Regions from separate parts of the Mus musculus genome. Here region 2 is linked to region 1. Evidence: chromatin contacts called from public ChIA-PET data. All regions are on one chromosome and are shown on one strand. The core of a region is the stretch at or near the end of the contact, and the rest is flanking DNA. Distances in the headings are between cores, read along the strand shown. Region 1 has its middle 31 kb from the start of Gm35247. Region 2 has its middle 35 kb from the start of Gm35307.

Region 1 (7,019 bases), core at 1,408-3,907:
ACTGCTACAGATATGAAAAAGAGAAGCAGTGGCCTGAGCAGCACGGTCTCATTTGCTACAGCAGGACAGCATGCGGACAGAGAGGAGAGGCTGGAGTGCCCAGCACTGGGAGGATGGATGGTCAGACGCTACCGGAAAGGATTCGAAGTCTGAGCTACAGCTTACGAGATAAGCAAGTGCTTGCCAAGCAAACAGGTCAGAACCAGCAGCATTCTAGAGAAAGAAAGAGCATGCATATAAAGGTGAGGCTGGCAAGTGCCAGGAGGGACGCTCTAAACGCATAGAGACATCCACCATGGGTACAACAGACAGGATGGAGGTTAACAAGTCGCCACGGGTTCAGATTTTCAATGGCAATATCTTAAAAGAAAGTTCAGGTTCAGAGAATGAAGGAGGAATTGTAGGCAGCAGAGAAGCAAGGGGAGTGGGGGGTCTGAAGAAAGCGCGTTCAGGAAACCCATCATTTGTGGGACTCTGACATTTTAGCTAAACCTTCGCAATGCACGAACTAGCCAGTTGCTTACAATGGAATTCTTTAGTGCACATAATAATGAAAACAAATGGTTGGTAATTCAGGATCAGTGTGTGGACAATTCTTAGCAGTTTCAAAGGGGTCTTCCTAGTACTCTTTAAAATAATAGTGCCTAGTGAGAGACTATAAATAAATCTTGATCTCAGTTGAAAATAGTGTAGAAAAATGAAAGTAATGAGTAACTACACTTTGTGCCCAAAGAATCGTAAAGTGCCACAGCCAAGGAGCGTGGGTTCCAGAGTTTTTGGCAAAGTGAAGGCAGAGTAGTGCCAGCCCCTGGTTGTATCTACATTCCTCTAAGGGCTTCAGGGCGCTTTGTAATTCACTTGTACTGTCCTATGCGAAAAGCGGTCAGTTAAGTGAGTTGCCCACAGCTCACACCAAGTCAGTTCAGAAACCAGCAGTGCAGCCCGTCATCCAAACCACGGGTCCCAGCATCCAAGAGTCTATTGTGTTTTTACCACATCTTCTGACATGCTCCACAGGCCAAAGCTGAGTCAGAAACAGAAGTAAGAAGTCAGTTAAAAGTTAACAGCATGGTAATCCCATTACCCCTGGGCCGGGAAGTGAGGGTAGAGTGTATAAGGAGTCGGGGAAAGGGAAGACACCGTGGACACCTGCCGCATGCCCATCACTTCGCTGGACACGTGCAGGTACTCACAGTAAATGATAGAAAGTTGTTCTCTTGGTATAAACAAATACCTCCTTCAGGGTTGTTCTCTGGCCAAGCATCCTGAGGACCCTGGAGATTCCCAAGAACAAGGCAGAGCCTCTTCCTTCACAGAACCACATTCTGATTGGTGAAGACACAATAAACAAGTCAGCTAATGAATACACAAGAGGGAAGTAAGCGCTAGGCAGACAAGTAAGATGCGATGATGTAACAGTCCGACAAGAGGGAAAGTGGGCTGGGCACAGTGCCATGGGGTGGGGAGGAGCGGTCTCCAAGAGGACGTGCCCTAGAGAACCAGGCATGCGCATTCACATGAGAAGATGTAAGGAGATGGTCCAGCCGTTGTTGTTCAAGCGCGTGTATGACAACATACAGACTGATGTCTGTATGTCCACATGACTCCAACAGCAGCAGGAGAGACCAGTCAGGGGCTGTTCTAAAGAACTGGCTTCTACTACGCTGAGCTGAGCTGCCTCCATATGATGATTTTTGCCCCGTGGCTTTGCTTCCTCAGAACTCTAACAATACGCAGTTGCTACCCTGCTCCTACCTCCTTTCCGTAAGATGAAACAAAAGTAATAACCGCTGAGACCCCTGGTAATCAAAGGTGCTTCCTGGACCATGGCAAATGGGAAAGGGCTGTGAGGGCACGGTAACGGCCATAAACAGGCGGAACCCAAAGTGACTGCATACATCATCAGAGACTCTTTGGGGAAAGCCAGTGGTGGGATATTGGGACTGATTTGAGGTCTCAAACACTGACAGAGTTGGAAGCAACACAAAACTCACAAAGTCATCCTGCTTTGGGGATGTTAAAAGGAAACACTTGTTTGGAAACAATTTTCAAGTGTGAAAAGAATAGGAATTTCCATGGAATCTGGGAGCAGCCCGACCACACAGCTGAAGTTGAAAGATGTGTCACTTGGGGGAACTGAGGTCTGGCTGCTAGCAGCACTCATGATGCTCGGGCACCCAACTGAGAAACCCTGACCTGTGATGCAGTAAGCCAATGACTCCACCCAGAGTAAAGCAGGCTCCTAAACACCTCCCAGTCTTGTTTCTCTTCTCTGCCTTGCCCCAGCATTCCATCTTCAAGAACCATACACCTTGAGTTTCTTTCCACATCACTTCTTCCTTCTCCACTGGTAAGTTCAAGTTCACAGAAAATGTGAAGTGGTTCCTGTGGTACCCTCTCTAACTGCTCCCCAGGTTAGGTTAGAATCAACAGACCAAAGGCTCCCGAAGCAGGTCTTACCCGCTATACATTTGAGAGTGTTGATGTGAATGAACACTTAGCTTTATTGGCCTCTTCTGGGTGGTTTAGTAAAATTAGGCTCCTTCGCGGGCAGTCATATACTGCTATAGCTTGTCTTCCAGGAAGCTCTTTCTACTGCTGCCTACAGCTCCAGAAGTAAACCCTTAAAAGGTGCCTTCTCAGGAAACGTGCAGTCACCCCCCACAGCCTACCATCCTGCTTGCACCTGAGGTGACAGTGACAAATGCACACTGTATAACACTGAGCTGTAAAAGGCAGACTCCCAAGACAGGAAGCAGAAATACACATGGGAACCCCCAGCTGCAGAGAATTGGGGTGCTTTCCTGTTCTCAAGCCTCCATCTCCCGCTTTTGTTTTCTTAGTCTGAAAGGACAAATTTCTCCTCTGCTCTCACTGGGACTCCTCATAATGGATTTAACAGGACCGCTGCCTACAGAAGGATTGTGGTTTTGCTCAAAGCTAAGGCCACTTTGTGTTCAGAGCATTTTATTTATTTTGGGGAGGGGGGCAATGTTCAAGACAGGGTTGTGCTATGTAACAGCCCTGGGTGTCCTGAAACTTATTTGTAGACCAGCCTGGCCTGGAACTCACAGAAATCCACCTGCCTCTGCCTCTGACTCTTGAGTTCTAGGACTAAAGGTGTGCATCACCACACCTGGCATGACTTTAGAGCATTTAGAATGATAAACTTAACTGTATCTTGAAAAGGAAGCGGACATGAACTTGAAAATTGTTCTTATGATAATAACAATGGGTATTTTTAGGCAATTTACTAAGGTTAATAATAATAAACAACAATACTGTCATAAAATTATTTTAAGTCAGGCTTACAGTGTTTAACTCTTGATGTACTCTTAGTTAGATATAAATATGATATTTCAGATAACCATCAAAAATTCAACTTTTCTACTGCAGTAGAATAATATATGCTCATTCATATGATATGATACATGCAAAAGATTGATGTGTAAATAGATACACCATAGAAAGGTTTAAAGCTTAAGACATGCGTTTTCACCTAAACTTCTCATCTTCTTCTCAGCATCACTGAGGGTCCTGTCATGTGCAGAAGACGCTGCTCTGCTCTAGTCTCCCAACCCCTGGCTCTTACGACTTCCCACTTCCTCTTCTGTGATGCTCCCTGAGTCTTGGAGACAGGGTACAGTGTAGATGTCCCATTTGTGACTGAGCACCTCACTGATACTCTCTGTACCTGGACCAGTAGTGACTCTCTGCATTAACCATGCCCACTGTGCAAAGCAACTTCTCTAATGAGGTCTCCACTAATATACAGATGTAGACATATAAATATAGAGAATAGCTCCATACTGTCCATTTAGCAGATCAATAGTAAACAGATTCACCTCCTGAAGCCTGTGACTCACTCACCCAACCATTGGTTCCTTTACAGAACCAGGCAAGTGTTTTGCCCTTTGGAACAGGCCTTAAGTCCAACCACGAAGCAGTTGGTTACTCCTGTGACCTGCCTGCCTCTACCGCACCCATAGGTATGTCTTGCCCCCCTGGTCATTATTGCTGTCCACAGGGTTTACAGCACAGTAACACTATTGATGAACCTTCCAGTGCTGGGAAGGCCAGCCAGCAGAGAGAAAGCTTACTGGTCGGTACTAACTTTGTTTCTCCGCACCCTGTGACCAAGGTAAGTGGTGGTTTCTGCTTCACTCACATCAGAACCCACCTCTGTGTCAGAGTCTCCACATTCACAATCCAGAACCACCTTTATACTTCAGCACAAATAGTTTATGTGTAACATATAATGATGCTTTTCAAAACCAAGTCTTTCAGTTTTGTTTCATCCCAGTCTATATTTCAGATTTCATGAAAAAATCTGTTAGCTTCTCCCCAAAGCCTTGGGATGGTTCACATTTCTGATTAGTCATCTCCTGCCATCTGTGGCTTACTGCTCTAGTAAACTGACAACATGTGAGGGTTTCAATGACAGTGCCATGCTCTCCTGATAACAATATTTGAAAAGACAGGAAAAATACCCTAAACTAAACCCAAGTGGAAATAGCAAACTTAGGAAAACAGATGATAATGTAGACCCCATTTCAATTAGTAAATTGCCAAATACCTACCAAGCCTGGTGGTACACACCTGTAATCCTAGCAGTTAAATGGAGCAGGAGGGGCAGGAATTCAAGGCCATCCTCAGCTATGTGATGTGTTCGAAGCCAGCCTGTGCTACAAGACCCTGCCTCAAAAAAAAAAAAAAATCAAAGCCATTAAAATTAATGATCAAGTGTTGATGGGTAGAGAATGTGACACAGGGAACTCATTTGCTGCCTCTGATGCCATTAGTTAATTTAATTTAATAAATTCTATTTAAATAAATAGAATTTTCTCTTTTTAAAGAAATTCTGCCTTGAATTTAGTTGGAAAAGTAACACAGATCACCAACCATCTTCAAATAGTGTGGTGGGTGAAGAGGGTCATATCAGTCCAACTGTCTTTGTGCTGGCAGATAGAGGCCTTTCCCTGGGCTGCCAAGGGGGTCTGGGCACCTGGGGTCTGAGATCCTGAACTGAAGCTGCAGCCTTGACAGTGGTTGGCTGACAGAGCCTGCAACTCTTAGCCAGGTAGTCACATATTCACTTCCCAGGTTTTGGGGTGGAGAATGAAAGCAAGTCCACAGAGCTTGTCGTTGGCACCCTTTAGCATTTTGGGCTTCATGGGAGCCTTGTTTGATAGCCTGGGCACATTCACTCATTGCCTTGTGCATGGTCTTAGCGGCTTGAGGTTGATGCCACTGAGAGATACCTAGACTTGTGACCAAGGTTTCTTGATGCCATTTCTGTCCCAAAAATTTTTGGGACTACTTGTGTGGGGTCTGGCTCTTCAACTGGGCACACCCACAGCTCCCAAAACATCTGAGACCAGAAAAGAAACAGAAATCTTATCTCTCTTTGACAAGTAATGCTGAAGTCCCACGATGTTATTTGAAAGGTGTAGCCATTTGAGATGTTTCTGTGTACAGCAAAATCTCCCTTAGCATTCTGTCAGTCAAGTGCATTTGTGAAAGGAGCCCGGTGCCTCTCTGCACACACAGCCAGTAGTCGTTACTGTGTTATAAACATTTGTCCACCTGCCTTTCCACTACCCACTCTGTGAAGGGCAGAACTTCTGGACTGTTAGTCACCACTGTATCTTCAGTGCTCAGCACAGTGTCCAAGAGTATTATAACAAAGTTTCACCAGAATAAGTGAACTGCTGGAGTGGACATTCTGCCATAAGACAGAACAGAGAGAATGATGCCTAGCTCTCTCTATACTACCTCACTCTGGCCAGGAGGAGGCTCAGTGCTTACATTCAAGGCTCAGTGTATCCCAGCCAGCAGTTTTCGTCACATGCTCCTTTTTCATCTTTTCTTCTTTGTAGTCTTTGTCTTGAGATCATGTATTTTGGCCTTAGTGCATCTGTGTAAGCCATCTCAAATCCGCTCTAAATAAAACCAAAGAGCTAGCCAAGGACGGTGTTGTGTACGTAGAATCTGAGGTTTTGAGAGTCAGGAGGATCATGATTTTAGACCAGCCTCAGGTACACAGGGAGACCATTTCGGAAATTATTAATTAATTAATTAATTACATATAATAATTATATAACATAATATAATGTTATATTATATTATTATTAATTATGCTGTTCTAGTCAGTTTTATCATTTCAATTTATAGGCTGCAATTCAGCACCAAGAGAATCCAAAACACTCAAAGCAGGAACCTTAAGCAGGAACTATAGAAGAAGGGTGCTTGATCTCAGGGTCCTGTCCAGCTAACTTCCTTATACAGCCCAGAACCACCTGCCCAGGGATGCTGCTGCCCTCTCATATCCATTAGCAGTCAAGACTATACCCCCACAGACGTGCCATGGGCCAGTCAGATGGAGAGAATTCTTTTTCTTCTTTTTCTTCTTTTTTTTCTTCTCTCCTTTCTTCAAATTTTTATTTTATTTTTAATTGAAAATAAAATTATTTTCACACAATATATCTTAATCACAGCTTCTCCCCCCCCCCTGTCTTATCCCAGACCTTCCCCTCCTCCCCACCCACTCTTCCAAATCTATGACTTCTTTCTCTCTCTTCTGAAAACAGTCAAATAAAAAGGATGAGCAAACAAGGATAAGACAAAATGAGCGAAATAACAAACAAAAAGAAAGAGAGAGAAATAACATGAAAAGTACACAACATGCACACATACACACACACACACACACACACACACACACATACACACTTGCAATAAAACTTCAAAATCAGAAACCATAACATATACAAGCAAAACAAAACAGTGAGAGAGCCAGGCACAGTATCACACACCTTTAATCCCAGCACATGGAAGGCAGAGGCAAGCAGATCTCTGAGTTCAAGGCCAGCCTGGTCTACAAAGTGAGTTCCAGGCCAGTCAGGACTAACAGAAAAACCCTGTCTCTGCCCCTCACCCACTAAAAAAACAAACAAAACAGTAGAGACAAAAAAAAAAGAAAAAAACTTCAAAAATACTTTCAAGTTCATTTTGTGTTA
Region 2 (6,416 bases), core at 2,942-5,441, 210 kb before region 1:
ACATTCTACTACATAGGTTCCATTATTTTATATTTCTTATATTATAAAATACCTCCATGAAGAGATAGATCTATTAAAATATTTTTTTCAGAAATTTGAAAATGAACTAACTCTCACCCTCAAGCAACCATATTACAGCCCAAAAGACACAGGACTCTCAGAGGACAGAAGTGCCAGCCGATAAACAACACTAAGGAGCAGAGTATCCTACCAGTGATGATTTGAGCTGCCTGGGAAAACGGGAGACACCCAACACTTTCTTACCCCAGCAAGGAGTGACGGAAAGAGCCAAGAAAAGGAATTAAACATTAATTATCCTTATTGAAATCATTAACCATGTGGGAAAAGCCAGGCCAGTTTCAGCAAGCACACTTCTTTTTAGTTCAGTTTAGTTCCCTCTCAACTAGTGTTGAAGGGTAAAGTCCTTACAGGATGGTCAGCCTTCAATATCCCCAGTGGCTCCACTCTGATTACTATCCTGAGAGTTGGGAGAAAACCCCAACTTGCTAATGAGTGCCCACTGCCGTGCTTCCGAGTCCCTAGATCTTCCCTGTGCTTTGAGCACCGGAAGAGCAAGCAAATGTTTCAGAGATTTGCTCCTGATTTTTTTTTTTTTATGTCATATAAATTCAGTTCAAAATTAAAACAGCGAAATCTGACAACAGAAAAGCAGTCCCATTTCTCCGGGTAAGCAAGGGTTAACCCTGATGTCCAGTGTGCTGTGTTCATTTCTGCATGTGTTTGCATGTCCGGTGGGAACCACTCTACCCATGCTCTTTGTCCATATGACCTTTTGCAGGAAGCAGAGAAAGGCTTCCCTTGTTTCCTTCTGCTGAGTGAGTTTAAAAACATTGTTCCCCTAACAACTAAGAGGGCCAGTCAGAGAAGGAAGGATGAGACAAAGGCTAAATATTCTCCCCCAGGAAGGGCCATGCATAGAGTCAGCCACAAGACAGCAGCTGCCGTAGAAACTGCCCATGTGTGAGAGATATGCCAGGGGGTGACAGTTGTAAAGGTTGTCCCCGGTCAGCTTTTCACACGTGCTTCCTGAACTGTGGCACTGCTCCTTTTAAGCAGAAGTGGGGCAATAAGGCGACCTGGTGAATCTATGACGGATTGGGAACGAGAGATTAATCAGCTTAGGGCTGCTGTAACAGAAATGCCTACCTTAATCAGCTTACCAAAGAGAGAACGGGCATTTTGACTTATGGATATGGAGACCACACTTCTGGTTCCTGCTGCTGCTGGCCCTGTAGTGAGGCAGCAGGTCACAGTCAGGGGTAAGCTTATAAAGGTCAGGTGACTGATGGAGTTTGGGCTGGAATCTGATTTACAGTAGGTCCTTGAACTCTTTCTGTGGTTATCTTCCCAATACCAGAACGTACAATTTGGGTAGATATACTTAGAAGTGGGCAGAATTTTCATATTGATCCCCTGACCTGTGAAGTGAGGGCTATTATGGTTGGAAAGGCTAAATGGATGGCTTTGGAGTTGCCTCTGCCAGGGAAAATAGTGAACCAAAAACAATTTGGAATCCCTGGAGGAGTCCCAGAAAGTAGCACCACCATCAAGGACCTGAAAGATGCAGAGGTACTGGTTCCCACCACATCTCTTATTAGTTCTCCTATCTGGCCAGTGCAGAAGACAGATGGATCAAGGAAAATGACAGTTGACTATTGACAATTTAATTAAGTAGTGACTACTATTGCAGTTGCCATACCAAATATGATGTCCTCACATGAGGAAATGAACACATCTGGTACATGGTATGCAGCTACTGATCTATCAAATGCCTTTTTCTGGGTACCTGTCCATAGGGATCATCCAGAAGCAATTTGCTTTCAGCTGACAAAGTACAGTTTTACCTCAAAGATACATGAGCTCTCCAGCCCTATGCCATAACTTAGTTTGAAGGGATCTTGATTGTCTCTTCCAAAAAAATGTCACACTGGTCCACTATACTGATAACATTAGGCTGACTGGACCAAATGAGCAGGAGGCAGCAACAACTTCGTTGGTAATGTATAGTACATCAGAGGATGAAAAGTAAATCCAACCAAAATTCTAGGGCCTCAGTGACATTTTTAGGAGTCCAATAGTGTGGGGCATGAAGATATATTCCTTTAAACATGAAGAATAAATGATTACACCTGGCCCCTCCCACCACCAAGAAAGAAGCAGACTGCTTAGTGGGCCTTTTTGGATTCTGGAGACAGCATATTCCTCACTTGGGTGTGTTACTCAAGCCCATGTACCAAGTGGTTCAGAAAGCTTCTAGCTTTGAGTGGGGCCTGGAACAAGAGAAGGCTCTTCAACAGGTCCTGACCACTCTGCAGGCTGCTCTACCACTTGGGCCATATGATTCTGAAGACCTGGTGGTACTTAAGGTGTCACTGGCAGTTAGAGATGCAGTCTGAAGCCTTTGGCAAGCCCCTAGAGTTGAATGACAGAGGAAGCCTTTGGGATTTGGGGGGAAAAGGCACTACCATCATCTGTAGATAACTATTCTGTCTTTGAGAATAGTTTGGCCTGCTATTGGGCCTTAGTGGGAAATGAACATTTTACAATGTGCCACCAAGTTACCATGCAACCCAAGCTGCCCATCATGAACCTGGTGTTATCTGACCTACTGATCTATGAAGTTGGACGTGCACAGCAGCAATCAATTATCAAATGTAAGATGTATATGTATATGTATATGTATATGTATATGTATATGTATATGTATATGTATATGTATATGTATATGTATATGTATATATTTGGTCCTGAGGGAACAAGAAAGTTGCATGAAGAAAGTTGCATAAAGAATTTTCCCAAAATGCCTATGGTTTCTACTCCTGAGGCACAGCCTTCTGCTCCCATGCATATACCTATAACCTCATTGGATGTGCCCTATGATCAGTTGACTGAGGAAGCAAAAACCAGGGTCTGGTTTACTGACAGTTTTTCAGACTCAGATACCACGCAGAAGTGGACAGCTGCATCATTACACCATCTTTCCAGGACAACCCTAAAAGATATTGGCAAAGGGAAATCTCCACAGTAGGCAGTGCCCGTGGTCATACATTTTGTTTGGAATGAGAAATGGCCAAATGCATGACTGTTCACTGATTCATGGGCTGCTGGCAGTGTATTGGCTTAGCTGGCCAGGGACCTGGGAAAAATGTGATTGGAAAGACATCTGCTAAAGAAGTATATGGATAGATCTCTCCAAATGGGCAAAGGGTGTAAAAAAAACACTGTGACCAAGGTAACAAAGAGAAGAGTTTATTGGTCATATGGATTCAGAGGATGAGTCCCTGACTGTCATGGCAGAGAGACATGCCCCTGAGACATGTAGACAGACATGTAGTCAGACATGCAGAGAGAGAGAGAGAGCGCGAGAGAGAGCGAGCTAAGTAGGAATGGAATGGCATGGGCTTTAGAAACCTCAAAGCCCACCCCCAGTGACACACCTCCTCTAAGACTACACATTCTAATCCTTCCCAAACAGTTCTACCAACTGGGTACCAAGCATTAAAACATATGAGTCCATGGGGGCCATTTTCATTAAAATCATCATGAGCCTAGATCTCAAAATGATAAAGAGATTAGAATCCCACTATTTCCCTCAAAGGAATACCTCCAATGGCTTAAAATCTCTTCCCAGGACCTACCCATCTATTATCCAGGGATCAAGCTTGGGGCTAAGCCCTTAGCACATGGAGTCTGGGGACACATTGCATGTTAACTGTAGCAGAGAGAAGATAACACTAGATTAGGTTGCGGTATGCAGCCCTGTGGATGGCCATGCACACATATACACAGAATCTAGCTGTTTATCTATCTTTCAAGCTAACAAGGGGTAGCCTGTGTAAAGAAGTTTGTTGTTATACTTAAGTGAAAGCTAATTTCTTCAGTAGGCACACACAAGCCTTCCACTCTCTGCATGCAAGAATGTGATTTCTCTCCACTTGGCCCCATGGCTGCTTTGGTCAACAAACTGGGACTTCCAAGCCTTGAAACAAAAGACCTGATAGCCTTTGCCTCCTCCATCAAGGGTTCCTTGAGGAATTCCGTGAAGTCATATTTTGCAAAGACACCAGGTAGAGAGAAGAGAACCAAGGAAAGCTAAGGCCTGAGCACCCAGCACTGAACACAGCTCCTGCCATCTTCAAGGACAGAAGCTCTGCCCTGCTGAGGAACTGTCAGCTGTAGGGACAGCTTGTTGCAGCTTGCATGTGGTTTCCTGTGTGTAACCAATACGTGAAACTATTCTTCCAAGCAGAACATTTACCTATTTGGCAAAATAACAGCTTCATACTTCAAATGGAAGACTGCTTAACATATAGGAGGTTGTTGTTAGTGTTGCGGCTTGTTCTTGTTTGTGGATGAGTGTAAATTGGACATTGAACATTTCTCATAAAATACTATTTGAATGAGCTAAGTAAAGTCTGAATTAAATTACTTTAAGAATGCACACGATGTGTTCAATGAGAGAAAGATTTTGGCATAGTGTTTCAGGACATTGTCAGCTCCAAAGAGCAATTTGAAGCTTTCCTGTGCTTGGTGGGTAAGAGAGCTTTTCCTTGGTCTCTGCAGGTCAAGGTCTAAGCCTTTTAAAAAAAGCCTGAATTAACAGACAAATAGCAACAAGTGAATTTAATGTCCTCACTTAAGAGAGTGTGATAACAGGAAGTCCTGAATACTCCACAGGTTTTTTCACTCTCTTCACAAAACAGAGGTGGAAAACCAGAGGAGCAAGGGCTGTGCTATGCAAATGATGTGGTCTCTGTGGCAGTTTGCTGTGGTCTTCTTCTTAGCAGCCTGCTGTGGTCATCTCTATCTGAGGTCTTCTTCCTGAAAGAAGAGCTTTCCTGGGCAGAAAGGTGGAGTGGGTATCAGAAAGAAAAGCCTATGCCTGGATGTGTGTTTCCTATACTAATTTAGAGAGAGAGAGAGAGAGAGAGAGAGAGAGAAAAGATATAGATAGATAGATAGATATAGATATAGATATAGATATAGATATAGATATAGATATAGATATAGATATAGATATAGATATAGATGATGTAGATGATGTAGATGATGTAGATGATGTAGATGATGTAGATGATGTAGATGATGTAGATGATGTAGATGATGTAGATGATGTAGATGATGTAGATGATGTAGATGATGTAGATGATGTAGATGATATAGATGATGTAGATATGGATATGGATATATATATAGATATATAGGTATATATAGGATATATAGATTTATAGATTTATAGAGATATATAGAGATATATAGATATATAGATGTAGAGATAGATAGATAGATAATTTAGTTTTTACAAAATAATAGCTTTTCAGAGCTCTTTTGTGCACGTGTAGATCTGTATTTTCTCTAACTGAAAATACGCAAAATAAATAACATTCGAAGTGGATATTTCACCCTCCCACCTCAGCCACTGTATTCTGTACATAGACTGACCAATAGTTTCAGGAAGAAAGCATCCTCTAATTTTTCTGTTTACCACAAAACTTCACATCTATTTCAAGTTAAAATGATGAAGAGAGAAAAAAAATCTCACTTAATCAGCACTTGATAAGGGAGCTCACTGACAATCTCATAGCAAAATCACTTCCTCTTGAATTATTTGAAGTATAGCCAAGAAAACATATTTACTAATAAGTATTTTTGTGGATTTTTAGATAAAATATAAAATACTTTAAAAACAAAACATAGTATCATTATTCTACTCCCAAAATAGTCATAGTAATTATGTAATAGTATCAAGTATCCTATTATTATTTGAAAGATTTTTTTGTTTGCTCATTTGTTGTGTTTTTGGTTGCTAGTTTTATTTTGTTTGAGAATCAAAAATACATTTATGAGGATTGGATAGCTTTGCTTATTTGCTTTTGTCTTGTCTTGTTTTATTTATTTATTGTGTTTGTTTGTTTGTTTGTTTTAATCTATGAGGTATTCTTGCTTTATCTCTCTTGCAGCCCAGGTTTTCTGAGGATAACAACCCACATAACATGAGGAATGGTGTGTGTGTGTGTGTGTGTGTGTGTGTGTGTGTGTGTGTGTGTGTGTTCACACAGTAAAATGCAAGGTCTTGCCTTCATCAATTGGCTCTCCCCTTTGTTTTGTGAGACAGTTTCTTGTTAACCCATACCCTTCTGTTGAGCCGTACTTGCAAATATTTGCTTCATGCTGGTCCTTGTATTTTCATGGTGCAGATTTACATGAGTCTATTCTTAAGCACTTGTCTTAACAGCCATACTAGGGAGATGCAGACACATCCCACATAGCACTTTCCAGAAGTTCGAAAGCCAGCTAATTGGGAAGAAGTTTTTTGCTTACAGGAATCCCTTTTCACATCTAAATCTCTATCCTTGAAATTCATCTTTTGGTTTGTGGACAAGATCATTTTTGTA

Evidence for each region. ChIA-PET counts read pairs in DNA pulled down with a chosen protein or histone mark.
Region 2: a contact with region 1 is called in an RNA polymerase II ChIA-PET map of memory CD8 T cells, with 12 read pairs. The contact joins two enhancer-like sites. A contact is called at or near these places in 1 of 115 datasets of contacts at active chromatin or transcription factors (memory CD8 T cells) and 1 of 9 other capture datasets (embryonic stem cells).

The regions. Positions count from the first base shown.
Region 1 is chr14:61,783,604-61,790,622 of GRCm38.p6, reverse strand. No RefSeq gene overlaps it. Among named protein-coding and RNA genes, the nearest start is that of Gm35247, 31 kb to the left of the region's middle. Within about 2 kb of position 2,657, at least 31 of the 459 cell types and tissues checked have an H3K27ac peak or open chromatin away from gene starts, as enhancers often do. A contact at or near this core is called in memory CD8 T cells, where this site is marked.
Region 2 is chr14:61,996,251-62,002,666 of GRCm38.p6, reverse strand. No RefSeq gene overlaps it. Among named protein-coding and RNA genes, the nearest start is that of Gm35307, 35 kb to the left of the region's middle. Within about 2 kb of position 4,191, at least 30 of the 459 cell types and tissues checked have an H3K27ac peak or open chromatin away from gene starts, as enhancers often do. A contact at or near this core is called in memory CD8 T cells, where this site is marked.